Regions from separate parts of the Mus musculus genome. Here region 1 is linked to region 2. The links are chromatin contacts, called in public Hi-C maps. All regions are on one chromosome and are shown on one strand. The core of a region is the stretch at or near the end of the contact, and the rest is flanking DNA. Distances in the headings are between cores, read along the strand shown.

What was found. A called contact is a pair of places that touch in the nucleus more often than the background predicts.
Region 1: a Hi-C map of pre-B cells shows a contact between it and region 2, with 5 times the contacts expected there. The contact joins the promoter of Xpot here to the promoter of Wif1 in region 2. A contact is called at or near these places in 1 of 484 Hi-C or Micro-C datasets (pre-B cells) and 2 of 9 other capture datasets (adipose tissue and liver).

Annotation. Positions count from the first base shown.
Region 1 is chr10:121,623,921-121,629,122 of GRCm38.p6, reverse strand. It overlaps Xpot (exportin, tRNA (nuclear export receptor for tRNAs)), which reads left to right and starts at 2,791. Exons shown (of 25, transcript NM_001081056.2): 1 at 2,791-3,018.
Region 2 is chr10:121,032,582-121,037,963 of GRCm38.p6, reverse strand. It overlaps Wif1 (Wnt inhibitory factor 1), which reads right to left and starts at 3,960. Exons shown (of 10, transcript NM_011915.2): 1 at 3,474-3,960; 2 at 2,859-2,998. The coding sequence starts at 3,621.

The DNA.
Region 1 (5,202 bases), core at 1,542-4,041, 590 kb before region 2:
ATTGTGTTATTTACTGGAAACACATGTTTTAGTTGTGGTGTGGCCAGGCCTTAGCCCACACCTTTAACCCAGGAGCTTTCTTCTTGAATATCGTAAACAGGATTAAATAAAGTCAATCGTTGGTCAAGAAGCAGAGCAAGCAGCCAGTCAACAGGAAGTGAACATAGGATTATTCAGAAAAAAACCATAGAGAGTAAGAGGGAGTCAGGAGGATGGGTAGAGAGACACACAGGAAGTAGAAGGGAGGGGCATTCAGTTTGAAGGAGGTTTTTTTTTTTTTTTTTTTTTTTTGAGACAGCATGAGGGAGGGGATTCCTGGTGGGATATCAGCTGAGGAGGAGGGTTAGCTGGGTGCTTTCTCTGCCTCTCTGAGCTAGCAGGCTCCCGAGTCTTTGTTGGTAAAATCGATTTTGTTATAAAACAGCCATCATCCCTGATGAGTAAGGACTTTGCAGAGCAGCCTTTTTAAGGGAGAGGAGCGCCCACACTCAGTAAGTAACCCCTTACGCATGCTCAAGTAAGTCCAATAAACTCCTGGGGTCCCCACACTGAACTTTGAAGGAGTCTAGGTGAGCTTGTTCTTAGGACCTTGGGAAGAGGGGTAGACTTGAAGATTGCCCTGGGAAGGAGTTTTAGTAACATAAGTGAGTAAGGGTAGCTGCTAAGAGGTAACATCAGTTTTTATTCTACTTCCATTCCCTCCTCACTCTGTCCGATCTGCTGGCAAGTTTTGTTAGCTCTTTGTGGTCTGGGCATTGAAGCTAGGGTGGTGGGTGCGAGGTAAGCACACTATCACTGAGCTATATCCCTAGACCTCGTCATTCACTTTTAAAGAGAGGATATAGCTATTGTGCCCTGGCTGGCCTTGAAGTTGAGATCCTCCTGCCTCAGCTTCTGAAGCAGCTTGGATCACAGGCTTGTAGAACAGGTCTGGCTTATTCTTAGTGGGAGCTAGAGGCAAGGCTTTGACTACATTGAACATGTACACTGAGCATGTACTGAATAAGATATTAGGTGTATTGGCACACACCATTAGTCTCAGTACTTGTGAGGGAGACAGAGGTAGGGGGATCTTGGTAAGTTCAAGGCTAGCCTGGTCTATATAGTGAGTTCTGGAACAGCCAGAGTTTACTGTAGAATACTGTTTCTAAGAAACGAAAGGAAATCTACACGTTGGGTGCACTGCATTGTTTTCATGATAAACTCTTTAAACTCGGGAAGTAAACAATTCAAAGATCCCCCCCAAACTAACCAGATTAACAATACCATCCCCTCCCTCATGCTATACACTCTTGGACAAGCTGAATTGCTGGAACCTGTCCTACCTGCTGTCTTCGGGGAGGCTGCTGTCTTTATATCATTTCTGCTCCTGTAAGAAAGTCACCCCAGTAAAAGCCATTGGTTCACCAAGCTTGACTTTCGTGGTATCCTCACTTTAGTCTGTCATCAGTACCGAATCTGGGTATCTATCTGCAGTGAACAGATGTTTGTCCATGTATCCCCAGAGATAGTGTCACTTATGATAAGTCTAACACGTGTATCAAACTTAATTCATGAAATAGTCAGACCTGGTGACAACCTGGAACTCCAGCACTCTGGAATCTGAAGCAAGAGAACAGTGAAGGCCAGCAAGTTTCAGGCTAACCAGAGCTACATAGTGAGCCTCTCTCTGCCTCTAAATAAAATTAACCAAACCTTACCCTCTGAGGCTGGTACTGTCCCACTCTACATAAAATGAGTAAACTGAGATGGACTTTAACACTCATGATGCCAACAATAATGGAGGTGCAGCCTTAGGATTTAGGTAAGGTTGCTGGAGCTTATACTGCGCCCACACAGTAATAATAGCACGGGATCAAAGAAACAAAGCGAACGGAAGCACGGGACTTGTACGTATGTTTTCCCTCTCTCTTTTCTTTTTTTCTTTTTTTGAGACTGTGTTTCTCTCTGTAGTCCTGGCACTCGCTCTGTAGATGTGGCTACCTCTGCCTCCTCAGTGTTGGGATGAATGGTAATCGCCACCATCACCGGGGACTGCTTTCGGTTTTCTTTTTTTCTTTCTATCTTTTTTTGTAGGCAAATTTAGTAATATTTAAACTGGGCGTGGTGGTTCATGCCAGTAATTCCAGAATTTGTAAAGTTTAGGCCAGCTTGGGAAAAATGAGTGAAAACCAGCCTGGGTTATGGAGTGTGATCTTGCCTCAAAAGCAAAACAAGTAAATAAAAATACAGCGGATTTTTTTTTTTTTTAAAGAGTCCTTAAGCGTCTGGACTCTTGACACGTGGAACCGCTGGAAAGGAATTCAGCAACTGACTCAACACGTGGTTTCAACCACGTCCACTTTTCCGATCTCAGGATCTCCGCACTGCCACCTGACCAGACCCTTCTGGAGGGAGTGGAGAGTTACTAATTCACGCCGACGCTCAAAGCAGAGCGCAACGTGGCCGGTCTTCTAAAAGCTTAGAGGACCTCAGTAACCTGTAGCTAGGAGGGCGGTGTGCACTCTCCCAGCATGCACCACAGGCCCGCCGGCCACGCCCCCTGCGAGCTCCAGGGAGCACGTGCGCGGTCCTCCTCTCGGAAGCGTCCCATGCGCTTTGCACGCTGGGAGTTGTAGTCCCCCGGGCCCAGCCTGCTGGCGGCCGTCTGCACTCTACTTCCATGAGGCTGCTGCTAGCGCGGGTCCGCGCGGTACGACGCGGGGGGCGTGCCTCGCGCTGACTCAGCGGCGGCGTTAGCGGGACCCTGCGCAGTTTTCCTTCCAGGGCCGCCGACTCCGCCCGCCGGCTTGCCAACCTGCCCTCCCCGCTCCGCGCCACGCAAGAGAAGGCGCCCGGGGAACGCCGAGCGCCGAGAGGAGCGCGGCCCGGGCCGGCTCCGGCGCTAGCGCTGCGGCTGTATTGGAGGACTACAGCGACAAGGACGTGGGCCGCTCTCCGTGCTCCCTGCGTACGGCCCGCTCCTTGCGGCTGGCCGACCCTCGGGAGTGCAGGCGAGGAAGAGATATTGGAGTGATGGTGACTGGAGGCGTAGGGCGGCGGGCCGGGGACCCTACGTGGCCGGGCGAGCCGGACTTGGGGTTGGGGACGATCGGTGGCGGCCGCGTCCCTAGTGCGTGGCTGCCGGTTGCCGGGTGTTTCATCACCCGAGTGGCCACGAGGCTTCGCTCTGGGAGGGATCCGGGCGAAGGATAGGGGGCGAGGCCGGCCTAGGAGGCTGCCCCCCAACCCCATTTGTGATAGTTTTAGAGTGCGTCCCACCAGTTTGAGCTGTAGGGACCTCAAAGTTGATCCGCTTCCCACCCCGGGACAAATAGGAGAGAAAGTGTTATTTCTGCGTAGTAATTTGCCAGCAGGGACAGCCTTTTCCCCTTTTTGCTTCTTTACAGTCTTGCAGCCACGGAAAAGCTTGATGTTCCCTGTAACCTGAAAAACGAGTACTTTTTGGAAGCCTTAATTAGTTGTTACTGGGGGAAGTTACGTTGTATTAAAGCGACTTGTCAACTTGATGTTAAAAGGCTGGAAAGATTCAGTCGGTCTCAAACAGGCTTAAGTAGGTGTGGAGGAATTTTCCACATTGTTTGATTATTCTTGACTTAATGGCTGAGGGAAAAATTAAGGCTTCCAATTTTACATGTTTTTTTTTCGCTCCCCCCACCCCCACATCCACCTTTGCAGGTAGTATAAGATGTTTACCATATTGTAACAATGTTTAAGCCTGCAAGGCTCTGCATCGGTAGGTCAGAAAGCTAAGCTTCCTTTGCCGGTCTTTATTAGGCAATCGTTACCTTTTAACCCTGTGTTTTATTCACAGATAGGTGGTTTACCATCTCATTTTATTTTGGTTTGATGTTTTTTTCCGATTGTGTAGAGGGCGAAGGTTTGTGAGGGATTCCTCACTATGGAACAAGTTTGCTGAGGATTTTTTTTGTTGGTGTTGAGCATGTGCTCGGCTGGGCCTCTTATTTATCTTTTTTCCTCTTGTCAAGATTAGCGTGAAATGACAAAACGCTTAAGCAGTTTTTTTCCCAAAGCAATGGATAATTTAAAGGAACTCTAGTGGATTTCTCAATCAGGGGTTTACAGACAGTCTTACACCGACTTTTCTCTCTGAGCATTTTTAGCAGGAATACTACTTTACTTTAAGAATGTTTCAAGTTGTGCATCCTGCGTGCCTGTCTCTGACTTTGTACCCTATTGGAGGCATGCTTTGCACACATGCACACATTGTAGTCTTTAGGACTTTGCCCCTTTTCCTGCAGACAGAATGGAATGCATACTTTTGGGGTGTTTGTTTGTTTGTTTTGGTGTGCAGCTTCAATTTTTGTTTTGTTTTTGAGACAGAATCACTATAGCTCTGGCTAGCCAGAACATCCATATGTAGATAGACCAGGCTGGCTTTGAAGTCCCAGATCCCCCTGCCTCTACCTCCCAAACAGTGGGATTAAAAGGTGTGTGCTACTTTGAGTGACTGAATGGTTGTGTCACTTGGGGTGTGTGTGTGTGGGTCGGTGGGGTTGGTTGGTTGGTTGTTTTTTCAGACTGGGTTTCTCTGGGTAGCCCTGGCTGTTCTGGAACTCTGTTGACTAGGCTAGCCTGGAACTCAAGAGATCAGAGACCCTCCTGCTTCTGCCTTCCCAATGCTGGTATTAAAGATGTGTTTTTGTTTTGTGTTTTATCTGTTCTTACTGATAAGGATTGGAATATAAATCTAGAACTTAAAAAAACTACATATATTTATCTCATATATGTACAGATGTGTGCATGTGTGAATGTGCGCATGTGCAGTGTACATGCGCAGTTCTCTTCTTCCACCATATGGATCTAGGGTTTTCAGGGGTCTTTACCCGTGAATCATCTCACTAGTTCAAACCCAGAGCACTAAAAACCTAAAACCTGTGTTTTCACATTTTAAGAACATAGTAATGCATTCATATTTCACAATGGTTTGGGGTTTTTTGTTTTTGTTTTGTTTTGTTTTTTGTTTTTGAGAAATCAAACTGTCACATGGTAGGTCGTGGAAAGGATTATTTAATCCTGTTCTGTTAGGATCAAATAGTAGAGCGTCGAAGCTGTATTGCTGCACGAGGTGATCTGGAGGTGAAATATTGGAGGCCTTGCAGGGTTTAGCCTCGAAGCTGAGAAGAGCTGTGTGTGTGTGTGTGTGTGTGTGTGTGTGAAGTAGGGTGTGCTTGAGAGCTG
Region 2 (5,382 bases), core at 2,711-5,210:
GGGAAACTGAAATGTCCCAGTCTCTCTATGACACACACTGCTTATGTTTTCAAAGATTGGAAGCTGACCAAATGGATTTTCCTGTGACAGCCAACCTATTTATAGTAGAATAAAAAAAAAAAAAGTGCTATATCACAGACTAATTTGTTAATAAGAAATGTCTCCATGGTGTCAAATGATGCCTAAAATATCCATTGCTTCATCACATGCTGCTGTGATCGCTGGACCTCTAAGTGACTTTTCTGCTAACTGTATGTTCATGTATTCAATTGTCTTAAGATTTGTTTCTGGAAATACACTGTCCCACTGAAAGGTTGCCTTTGAGCCTTTCCTTGCCTAAGTCAGTCTGTCTGGCTTGGTAACCCATGCGCTCATCTGACATGAGAGTCTGCACAATTCCCCACATACCAGAACACCTGCATAACATCTGATCAGTTCCCTATGGGAAAATGAAGCCCGTTGTAGTGGCTCCGTTGTAGTTCTCTGAGGTTGGTAGTGGGCTTTAAATGGCTCTCAACACTCTTGGTGACTGCGCTCAAAACTTCCTAGAAATACATGATTCCTTATTGCTTTTACTAGGTCTTGTATCTTCTTAAAAAAAAAAAAAAAAAAACCCTTTGTCCACATGTTGCTAAAAGAGCCACAGCTTAAAATTTAATTAATCAGATATGTTTCGTTTCTGCAGTGTTGAAATGCCTAAGTGTTTGATATCATTTGGATTAAATAACTAGATAATGGGATGAACTTTTCATTTTTCATGTTGCGATGTGGTTTGGCATAAGCTATGGATGCCTTTCAAAATACTTAATTGATATTGAAGTCATCATTTTTCCCCGTCTTCGAATTCCCCTGGCATGTCAAAATGTGTGCTGCCGGAGTCACATTATTTTAGGGAGCAAAATTAGTTATATTTAAATAAGATTTAAAACACACCTCTTTCAGCTTTGGGAAGTTCTATCCATGCTACACGCGGATTCCGAGTAATGGCCTGGAGTTACCTCTCCATAGAGAACAAAGTCACTTACTGAAGGGGTAACATTGTTATCTCTCCCTGGTGAACAAAGTCACTTGCTGGAGCGCTAACTGTTGTTCTGCCCAAAGAGATGAGCCATATATTTAATCAACACAACCTCAAGCAGGAAGGAACAAAATACTAGAGGTCCTTAGATGGCTCTAGCTTTCCCCAACCCCTCCAAAACACAGCCCTAAGACTGCTCACTATGCCAATCCCTTTTACAGATATGTGTGCTACAAGGCAATGCACAAGGTAGCATGGAATTGCAGCCTTTGCTTTTAATTCTTTGAAAGACTCTGTCTCTGTCTGTCTCTGTCTCTCTGTCTCTCTCTTTGTGTCTCTCTCTGTGTGTGTGTGTGTGTGTGTGTGTGTGTGTAAGGGAGCTTGGCATTTTCTACCATTCTTCAGTTACGAACCCCTTTCATCTGGCAGGGTAGGGGTTAAGCTACTTTCTAACATTATTATGAAAAAGCATCTTTAAAATATAGGCTGTTGAGCGCAATAACAAGTGGTCAACACCAGCAAACAGATTTGGGTGAAAGAAAAGGAAAACATGAAAGCCCAGTTACTCATTAGTGATTTCCCAATGTACCAAACAACACTGCACATCAAGTATCTACGAAGAGAGGATTGCAGGCAGGAACAAAAACAACAGAGGCTTCAATCAACTTCTCTGTGCAAACGGGACCATCAAATGTCTGACCTGGATCTACCAAACATCATTTAACAAAACAACAACAACAAACAAACAAAAAACAAAAAAACCACGGAGCAGAAGGAACACAGACAGTCTGGATGAGATCTATTTTTAAAAGATTCTTTTAAAAATAGAACAAACTTGAGGATAAAAAGACAGCTGAAGTGGTCATGACTGCAGTGTAATAGGCAGTTGCAGGGCACCAATGTGGTTTCCTGATTTAGCATGGTTGCTTTTTATAAAGTGTTTTCTTGATTGCATCCTTCTTGAAAATGGCTATTTAAGTAATTTTAGAATTAAAAAAAAAAACCTGAAAATGTGCAGTTAATTATAGTTACAATAGTTTTCATAGCAGACACATTTTTACCAACTAATGAGCAGAATTTATCCTGTGCACTTGTCCTCTAGACAATTTTAAAGTCACACAAACATCCTACCCTTCCCAAATCAGAGGACATTAATACAGTCCTGCAGATCTATAAAAGGTAACTTAGAAGGCCTTGCATGCTAAGTACTGAGAGGAACGCTTTGGTGACATAGACTTTTTTCTCTTTTATTTCCATAGGGAAGCATTTTGAGTGGTCGCTTCAGAAAATCAGTAGTCTTTATTTTTCATAATTTTATATTACTTTTTTTGAGTCTCTGAACTTCTACAAGAAATGTGTGGTATCTGCAGCACTCAGCATATCAGCCTTCTAAAATTCATGTCAAGAATACCTACGAACTTATTTTGTTGTGAAGTATGAATCCCATCACAAATGATTATCAGTTAGTATTGAAAGTCTTCTAAATACTTTGTTAATGTTTTAATATCAGTGATTACAGAAACACCATGATATGGATATTTGGGGTCTTTATACTCAAAACCTCAGGATACCAAATCTTATTAAAGTAATGATCGTGAGTACATTGACCCTTAGAGTTCTCCATTTACTTGGCAACTTTAAATACATTGGAACTGATCCCTTGTGTGCTCTGGCAACCAGGCAAGAACTTGTATGGAATTTTAAATGGTATACATCACACCACTATTATTACTACGGGCCACCGGAGCTACATCACACACCATTATTATTACTATGGGCCACGGGAGAATTGAAATACAAAAGAGTGCCTTTTCTCTACCGCTCTGTTATCAGAACTTACCTGCCCCGCAGCTTGCCAGGTAAAATTCATGGAGTGGATATTGACAGGAATGGCTGGCATTCTTTGTTGGGCTTTCCTGAAATCATGTGTAAAGGGGGCCATTTTCCCCTCCGAGACAATCAGAATGTCTTCTTCAAATCCTGTTGTGTAAATAATAAACAAACCTATCAAACTAGTTGCGTTTCTAAGAAACAGACGTTTCATGTAGAAAGCAAAACCCCTGGGAACCAGTGCAGGTCACTGCTTTTCATAAAGCACCTGCCTTTGATACCAACAACAGTACCAGAGTTATTTTTCCTCTCTCTGTGGTAAAAAAAAAAAAAAAAAAAAAAAAAAAAAAAAAAAAAAAAAGTGCTTACAGTGAAGTAAGCGGGTGCCACCGCTGGATTCCTGTTACAAATCTGCAGTCAGGACTAGCAACAGCAGGGCTGGGATGTTGGGTCGGCTTTGCTTTTTTGAGAAAAAAATCTCATAAGCCTCTAAATAGAGAATCCTGATTTTTAAAAAGAGGGGGCAGTCACCCTTGAAGTTGTTTTAAAACACACTCGGTGCACGTGTCTCCGCTCTAATGGAAAAACTGAGGACCACTGGGAAGGTGCAGATGCCGGACCTTACCTATGAGCACTCTAGCCTGATGGGCGTCGATCCACAGGTACAAGCTCTCCTCAGGTGGCTGCCCTGCATCCGCTCGCAGCAGGAGCAGGCAAGGTAGGATGCTCCAGAGCCGGAGCGCGAAAGCAGGGAAGGCTCTTCTCCGAGCCATGGTGCTCAGGACCTTCTCGCTGGTGGTGCAACTCCTGCCGCAGCGACCCAACCTGTGCTGCTTGTGAAGTTCTCGCCTTGGCTGCAGCTGGCGGGGCTGGAGCTGTTCCTACTTAAACGACTGGGCGTGCAAGTCTCCAGTCTCCGTTGCGAGTGAGCCTGGGAGTGCTGGAGAGGAGGGAGCAAGGAGGGAGTGGATGCGCGGCCGCGTAGAAAGAGGTGGGGGCTGGAGGGAGAGGGGGACGCAGAGACACGATGCTGGCAAAGCTGGCAATGCCAGCACGTCCCACAGCGCCAGCAGCTAGAGGAGCACACTCGAGAGGGAGGAACCGCGGGAACTGCTGGCAAAAGGCGAGCACTGAGAGCGGCCGGTGGTGTGCAGGCGGTCGCCACTAGGGAGCGCTGCGGAGCCGCGGGGGCGGGGCCGCGGTACCCGGTAGACCCCGCTCGCCTGCGCCAGGTGAATGAAAACGGGGACACAACCAAGAAACACACCCAAAGGGACTTCTGGGTCATCACTCAGGCCTCCTGCCGCCCGAAGAGACACGTGTGGATGGCCGGGGTGCTATAAACAAACAAACAAAAAAATCTGGGCTCGATTCGTGGTCAAAGATAAATTCCGTTTAACAGTGGAGCTAACGGAAAGCACATAGCCAGCCCACCCTTTCTCTTCGAACTACATTTCAGACTGCATCTCTGTGTGCCTGTCTGCAAACTCTGACTTCTCTAGCTGACAGTTTGCGCTCTCGCTCTCTCTCTCCTAGGAAGTTAAATACTGAGACTCCACAGGCTAGTCGGGCTACTGCAGGCGCTGGTCCTCGCAGGACGTTCATTTATTTCTGCACTGGACAGACACCCGACAGGTGGCGTGGTTTGTCTTCTTGATAACCCAGTTGCACCCGGAATAGTTCCCTAGGACCTCGATGATAGCTGTAATCCCTTTCCCCCCATCCCTGCTCTACGACGGTAGGACTCCCCTTAAAATTGGATTTGGGGGAAAACATTAGGAGGCTCACGCCCAGTCTCTGAAATCTTAGGCGCTTGAGGGTAAGACTGAGGGTCTGGTGGGAGAGCACTTAGCTAGCGGCGGCTTGCAGCATTACCTCTGCACGGAAGGCTTTTTTGCCTGCCTCCTTGAACGTACAGAGAAAGCAGAAACAAATGGTTTTTCAAAAACACAGAAAGTTTTCAGACCCCGGAAAAGCTTTGTTTACTTTTTTTTTTTTTTTTTTTTTTGCACCCAGTGGCTTTCTAGCAAATGCCCCCCAAGGATCTAGACTCTGGCGCTGGGCTGTGTTCCCTTCTGTCCTTTGTAGAGCGGTGGGTCTCTCAGCAGGGGATGGCAAAAACAGAAACTACAGAATAGAAGCCGGACTTGGACGCGTACATGTTCAACAAATGTTAGGTCACAAGCATATTTTTTTAAAAGAAGGAGGAATGGGAAGGGAGGAGGAGGAGGAGAGAAGGAGGAGGAGGAGGAGGAGGAGGAGGAGGAGGAGGAGGAAGAGGAGAAGAAGAGGAAGAAGAAGAAGAAGAAGAAGAAGAAGAAGAAGAAGAAGAAGAAGAAGAAGAAGAAGAAGAAGAAGAAACATGTGTTAAAACTGTGAAATCTGTGTAGGTATCTAACAGATTGGTAGGAAGGTATTGTGTTTGGGAGTTAGACACGAAGACTGTCCATTGTGACTGTGAACTCCATGAAGCTTCATTTTAAAAATTCTTCTCAGGCAGCTACTGTTACTACTCTCATTTTACTGATGGGGAA